Linked DNA regions of Culex pipiens: region 1 is linked to region 2. A link is a contact called in public Hi-C data. All regions are on one chromosome and are shown on one strand. The core of a region is the stretch at or near the end of the contact, and the rest is flanking DNA. Distances in the headings are between cores, read along the strand shown. Region 1 holds the start of LOC120425017 (serine palmitoyltransferase 1). Region 2 holds the start of LOC120424284 (trimethylguanosine synthase).

Region 1 (3,439 bases), core at 528-3,027, 140 kb before region 2:
TTTAACGCAAAAAAAATATTGACAAGACAACATTTTTTCGAGAGATCAACTATATAGTCCCCTTGGAACCAGCTGTCAAGTAGGAACTTTTCTGTCAAGAAGGACCGCGAGGTTAAATTTTCCAAATTGATTGTAAAATCCATTTTAATCTCTTTGTGGTCGTACAAAGGGTCATTGTACTCAGAAAATTAAGCTTTATCGCTGTAAACAATAATATCAGCAATCTAAGCTTAATTTTAGGACCCTATTCTCAATTTCGATCGGAATTCGTCTTGCGACGGCTTAAACTTCATGAATGTCTTGGACATGCTTTTCGGATATATTATTTGAGTGATCTTTGGTTTGGCCACTTTCGGAACCTCCCAGGAGATCCTCGGCGTGGTTGTCGCTCAACTTGCACTCCTGTCATACATGAGGTTTGCACAGCTGATTCCACGTAGATTCCTCTCGCCAGTGATGACAGAAAACGCTGATTAACTGATTACGTGTTAAAATCATAAGTGATTGTAACGCATCAAGGGAAATCATCGTGAACTGGAACTGCCGGTCGTAAGCCCGGGAAAAGTAGAAACGTTGAGTTGTATGTTGTCCTCTGCTTTCAGCTCGTAAAAAGCCATACAGAGAACCACTTCCCATCCCCACTTCCCAATCCCGTTCCCAAATACCACTCCCCAATCTACAGCCCAAAACCCCACCAAACCCCGAATCCAAGATGTGACGCGACCCGTGTCGAGGGATGCATGGCTAGGGGGGTTCAATAAATTCCTAGTCGCTAACGGAGCCTGTGGGGCACCAGGGCGCACCCCATCAGTAATGTAGCCCTTACCGCGCCACGGCAGGGCACTGGCGCGGCGGACCGTGTACTTCCCTAGCGACTCGTGGGATTCAAAAATGATTACAGGAGATCCTGTAATAATGGCCATTTGCACTTAACTTAATACGTTTCAATGAGAAAGCTATTTGAAAATACAAAATGGCTCTTTGCCCATATTGGCCACAGAAAAACCGGTTTCAGAAAGATCAGTTGTTTTGTAGAAGGTTTGACTGACGATCCGGATAGTGGCCACCAGGCCTGCAAAAAGTTTCCAACCCAGTGTACACCATGAAGCAAACAAAAATTTCAGTTCACTTCTAGCTCGTGACTGTAAGCCTGTAAGTCTACTGTGTCTGTCCAACCACTGTCGTCTGACTCGTGCCGGCCGGCTGCTGGAGAATGAGGGACGTGAAAAAAGAGGTACACTTATTCAATTCCTGTCGAATAACAGAATTGGGCTAGGACTTGGGGAATCTTCTTAAAACACTATTTTGACTATTTTTAAACAATTGAATGGTTCTCTAGACGGCACAAAACCTAGCACAAAACACTACTGCCACGCAGTGCAGTTGCTTAGTGAGCTTAGGGCACACACGACAGCGCCGGGTTTGTTTATGTCACGGTTTTGTGATTCGGTGAATGGAGATGGAAAATTCGTCGCCGATTTTCCCGTCACGACCCTTGACATTTCAGCACTGGTAGCCACCCTCGCCTCGCGCACGGGCACTAAAAATATCAATGAAGTTTACTCAAACCGGACACATGCTCTAATGACTCATTTCTGACATCGGTTTTGGCAAAATCTAGATTGGATATTTTCGATTGACAGTGTATACTCTCCATTCGTTGAACTCCGACAAATCCCGCGTGACAGTTTCAAATGTCAAACTCGTTCATTCGTAAAATTCGCGCACCTGCTGGCGGATCGTCGTCGTCGTCGCGCCCGTGTTTTCCGGCCAAATTCCGGTGCAAATCCAATCAGTTTCCCTAGAGTTGAACCCTCAGATAGCTGTCCCCGGTGTCCGTGAATCTGGATATAAGTTTGTTTGTTTGCGCGCTGCCAGTAGAAAGGTGCGATTTGGTGGAGTGAAAAACATTGAAATTTTGAGGAGGAAAAGTGAACGCGGTGCGGAAAACGGGATTTCTTTTTGGCAAGTCCCCCGTAATAATTATTAGAGAGTGTTTTATGGCAGTGTTGATGGCGCAATAAAATTGAAAGAAAGAAATTGCAGTTGGAAAATACCTGACTAAACTGCGAAAGGAATTCCACACTGCACTTACAGTAACTGTTGGTAAGTATGTTATCGTCAAATTATCGGGAACATGCTAATTTGGTTCATTACTCGACATGGAAGACCTTGCGTTTATGACAATTTTTCAACAAGATCAAGATTTAGTTTGTGCTAATTGTAGCAAAGCGCAATTACTAACATTAATTGCTACATTTAGAGCTTCACTCCGGGAGTCGCAATGTTTGACGATCTTTTTGGTCAACCGTGGATGACTCAACCCAGTTTTATCAGGGGATCCCTCGCTCAGTCATCCAAACTTCCTCTTGAGAATCGTAACGTCGGCAATAGCTTATCAGCAAAGCCGTTATCAAAAAAGTTTGACGGTGTTGAGTCGCGAGCTGCGGATCTAGAAATCAGAGAGCAAACCTATTGAAGAAAGTGCCTAAGGTTGGTCGCTATCAATTCAATTCAATTGTGTTTTTATTAGAATTTAACAGTTCTGCTCCAGGATGTTACATTTGCAATTCAGAGATTTGGAGAACCTTTCAACTGAGATCAATTCGATTCTATGACAATTTCCGGAATTCCATTTCCCGGAATGGACGTTTTCCGGAATGGACATTATCCGGAATGGACGTTTTCCGGAATGGACGTTATCCGGAATGGACAGTATCCGGAATGGACGTTATCCGGAATGAAATTTCCCGGAATGGACGTTTCCCGGAATGGACATTTCCCGAAATTTTTGTTTATATTACCTGATATGAGAATGAATGGAATCTTGCCTACTCACTTACTTGTGGTTAAGAATTACTTAGTTTGTACTCCGTTGGTTTTGACAACAATATGAATATAAATACATGAATGATAAAAAGAAAGTGAAATGTTCGGACATGAACAATAGAAGCAAGTGTTGACTATTGAAACAATACTTTATCAACCACCACGAGATGTAACAATGTAGATCGATAGATATTAGATGTTTTTTACATTCTTTCAATTCTTTCATTTTTTTCCTTTCTTTTGTTAATCATTTGACTTATGTGACTAAATTCTACCATATTTTACTATAAAGCAGAATGATTATTTTCAAAGAAGGGAAAACCTCAAGAAAATAAAAAGCTTTTCAGAAAATCAATGTGTAATGTGTCCAGTCAAGAAAATAAATAGCTTGAGTGTATTTTTAAAGAATGAAAAACCTCAAGGAAAAATACATTATACATTGATTTTCTGAAAAGCTTTTTTTTTATCTTGAGATTTTCCCTTCTTTAAAAATACACGTTCTTTCATCAAAGTAATGGGATTTTATGTAAGAATTATCCCTTCTTTTGTTAATTCTACTAAATTTCAACTAGTTTTTGTTAAGGAACTCTGCACTATAAAGAAGAATGTG
Region 2 (3,211 bases), core at 419-2,918:
CGACTCCGAGCTGATCTTGGAGCTGCTGCCGCCAAAGTCGTAACTGGAGATTGTCATGCGCGTTACGTTCGTCATCGAGTCCGTCGTGCCGATCGTCAGTGGAATGCTCGAGGTGACCGAGTCGCAGCGGGGACTCAGCAGGGCGTCGTTGTCCGCCGACCGGTGCGAGGTCCAGATGTCGTCAGCGGTGCCGTTGGCTGGGTTCAGCGGGTTCCAGCCATCGTTGCAGGAAGAAGGGTGCGGCGAGCAGGTCGAGACGATGATTTCCGTGGTCGCTTTGGGGTCCATTTCCGCCTCCATGGCGTCGAACGAGAAATGCTTGGACGCGTCGTACGTGGTGTCCGGCGTGGCTTCACTCTTGGAATGTGGCGAATTACAGTTGGTGTCCTGCTGCGGAACGTGGTCCAGGTACTCCGGGTTGATGTAATCGCTGTACTTTTCGATCCACGACGCCCAGATGATCGACTCGCCGTGCTTGTTCCAGTGCGACTCCCACGCATCTTGCAGATCCTCCCGACCGAAAACCTCCGGCAGGCTATTGTTCCGCTCGACGTGCACCAACGACGCAATCTTGGCGCCCTCGTCCGACATCAGCGCGTCCCGCATCCCCACAAACAGGTCCTCCTTCTCTCCTCCCTCCACCTTGGGCTCAAAGTTCTTCTCGGAAATGTCCGCCCCGCTATCGCTGGAATGCAACCCGTGCTGTGCCATCAAGGCACCGTGCAGAATGTGACCTTCCTGCTGGTCGTCGGTGCTACAGTAGTTCGTGTCCGAATGCGACGCGCTCGCACTAAAGTAACAGCTCGCATCGCTGGCCGTTCCGTCGCAGCGGTCCCACTTGACCACGCTCCGTCCAAAGCTAAGCTGCTTCCTCAGCGGCTCCTCGCTAAACACATCGTCCTCGATCTCATCAACAACCTCCGCCACCTCCTCCTCCTTCTCCCCCTGCACCGGCAGCTCTTCAACCTGAGTCACTCCGGAAGAACCTTGCAAAAAGAAACAAAAAACCCACATCAATCTCGCAGAGTTACGCAAAAACCGGAAGTCACTCACTGTTGAGCGGGTCGCCACGTTCCAGCGTGGACACGTAAACATCGTAATAGTTGCGGATGAAAACGCGGCTGCACAAACAGTAGGTGCACTCCTTCTGCTCCTTGGCGCTGGTTCCGGAAACAGTCGGAGTAGAATCGGTTGTCGTTGTCGCAGCTGCCGGATAGGATAGGTAAATCTCCGCCAGTGGTTCCCAGTGGGCTTCCGAAGAGCTCATTCTAGAGCATCGCTTCTCGCAGCACGCTCACAAGGGGGACAAGAGAGTGTGAAATCAAAACGGGGGAGGAGGAATAAAAAATCACTTCCTCGAAAATTCCACTTTTTCTCCGCGGAGATGTATCAGGCGCACCGTTCGCTGGCTGCAAGGTAAAACACACAGTTAGAACAATCTTCAACTTACTCTGAACCGAACAAAGATTATTTGATTGCGAAATCTCCAATCTCAAATCGATTTTAAGGGAAATTTACCAAACATGGGAGGAGAAAACATTTTCCACTGCAGAAAATCAACGATGGCTGTCGTTGCTGTCTGGTGACAGCTGAGCAAAAGTTGACAGAAAAAAAGAAAACCAAAAATGGGCATTGGATCATTACAGCGATTACACCAGATTACACCGAAAGCGCGGTGTACCAGGGGGGTAAATCAATCGAGAAAAAATAAAAAGTGAGATGTGAGCCGGCAACTTGGAGTCAAACTTGCCCGGTTGGAAATGGCAGCGGATTTCGGGCTTGTGTCTGATGGGGACCTGTGCACTCAAAATCAGAAGTATCCCTCAAAAGGGTACTTTCAATCCTCAAAAGGGATACTTTCTATCCTTTTTTAAAGTTCACCCGGCGTCACCCTTTTAAAAGGGTATTTCAAATTCAGTACATTTTCGATACCCTTTTAAAGGGTGACGACGGGTGAACTTGAAAAAAGGATACTTTTTACTTTGAGTGTGCCCTACATGGGCAGATTTTTCTAAAAAAAAAACTCCACATTCGTACCAGATTTTAGCCCTAATTTCGGGCGAGATTCTATGATAAATTCCGGAATCGATCGAATGGTTATAATCGAGAAATTAAAAGTGCAACAAGGAGTTAATTTTTTTTTGTCAAGCTGCTGTGAAGTTTTCCATGACAGCTGCGAAAGTTTCACTCCATGTTACCGGCTCACATCTCTCTTTTTAATTTCTCGATGAGATATAAATGTTAATCAACTAGTTGTTTCAATAAAAAAGTTTCAAGGGGATACGCGTGAAGTTCTGCCATATTCATTTCGCAACTCGAGTTTTCAAAAGCAGTGGAAAATTGTTATGTTTGTTGCAGACGACAAAATGGACGATAGCAAGCAAACTGTCGAGTTCACAAATCTAATTAAGTTGATCAAGAGTTTGTAATCGCAAAAATACGTATTCCCCGACTCGCATTTGTGATAGCAGTTTTAGGAAAAAACATCATAGGATGTTTTCTATTTGGATGTTAGGATTTTTAGGATTTCAGGATTTTACCTCCAGCGCCACCAGGTTAATCCTGCGTAGCGGTAGCCGTAGCGGGCTATCGAGAAATTAAAAGTGCAACATGGAGTTAAAGTTTCTGTCTAGCTTCTGTGAAGTTTTCCATGACAGCTGGGGAAGTTTCACTCCATGTTACCGGCTTGCATCTCTCTTTTTAATTTATCGATAGAACTGTGGCTCAGATTAAAAGGAGTTAATTTTCCTGTAGAACTAGTTCAGATTAAAAGGCGTTAATTTCCACATTACCGCCGTATGAAGGGCCAAAAGGGATTGATTCGAAGCGTACAAGCAAGTCGCTTACGGTTTCCATCAGGGACGAGAATCTCCTTGCGACAACTAAAATCCAAAAAAACGACAAATCTGACAAAGCTGTGTAAACAGAACTCGCACGCTGGAGGAGGCTTAAGAGGGCGCGGCTGACAGTTGGAAACCGACAGAAGTTAACAAAATAAAGCAATGAAACATTTCCTAGGAATTGTATACTGCCGTTCTACGCATAATTGTTCAAAAAAGTGCAACTGAGAAAAACGCGATTGAAATTTTTCGACCGATTTCTGTGTTTCTACGCATAATTGTCCCGTGGGTTAATATTCGTCCTATGTTTCCATAATCGCCCCAGTTAACAATTTATCACCCTTATTTGTGATTCTCTTACTATACAACAG

The links. Hi-C and Micro-C count contacts between places; a contact is called where the count stands out from the background.
Region 1: a contact with region 2 is called in a Hi-C map of whole pupa, with 4 times the contacts expected there. The contact joins the promoter of LOC120425017 here to the promoter of LOC120424284 in region 2. A contact is called at or near these places in 3 of 3 Hi-C or Micro-C datasets (embryo, whole body and whole pupa).

Annotation. Positions count from the first base shown.
Region 1 is chr2:133,406,744-133,410,182 of TS_CPP_V2, reverse strand. LOC120425017 (serine palmitoyltransferase 1) reads left to right here and starts at 1,777. Exons shown (of 7, transcript XM_039589389.2): 1 at 1,777-2,106.
Region 2 is chr2:133,264,197-133,267,407 of TS_CPP_V2, reverse strand. It overlaps LOC120424284 (trimethylguanosine synthase), which reads right to left and starts at 1,668. Exons shown (of 4, transcript XM_039588359.2): 1 at 1,519-1,668; 2 at 1,054-1,409; 3 at 1-986. The coding sequence starts at 1,267.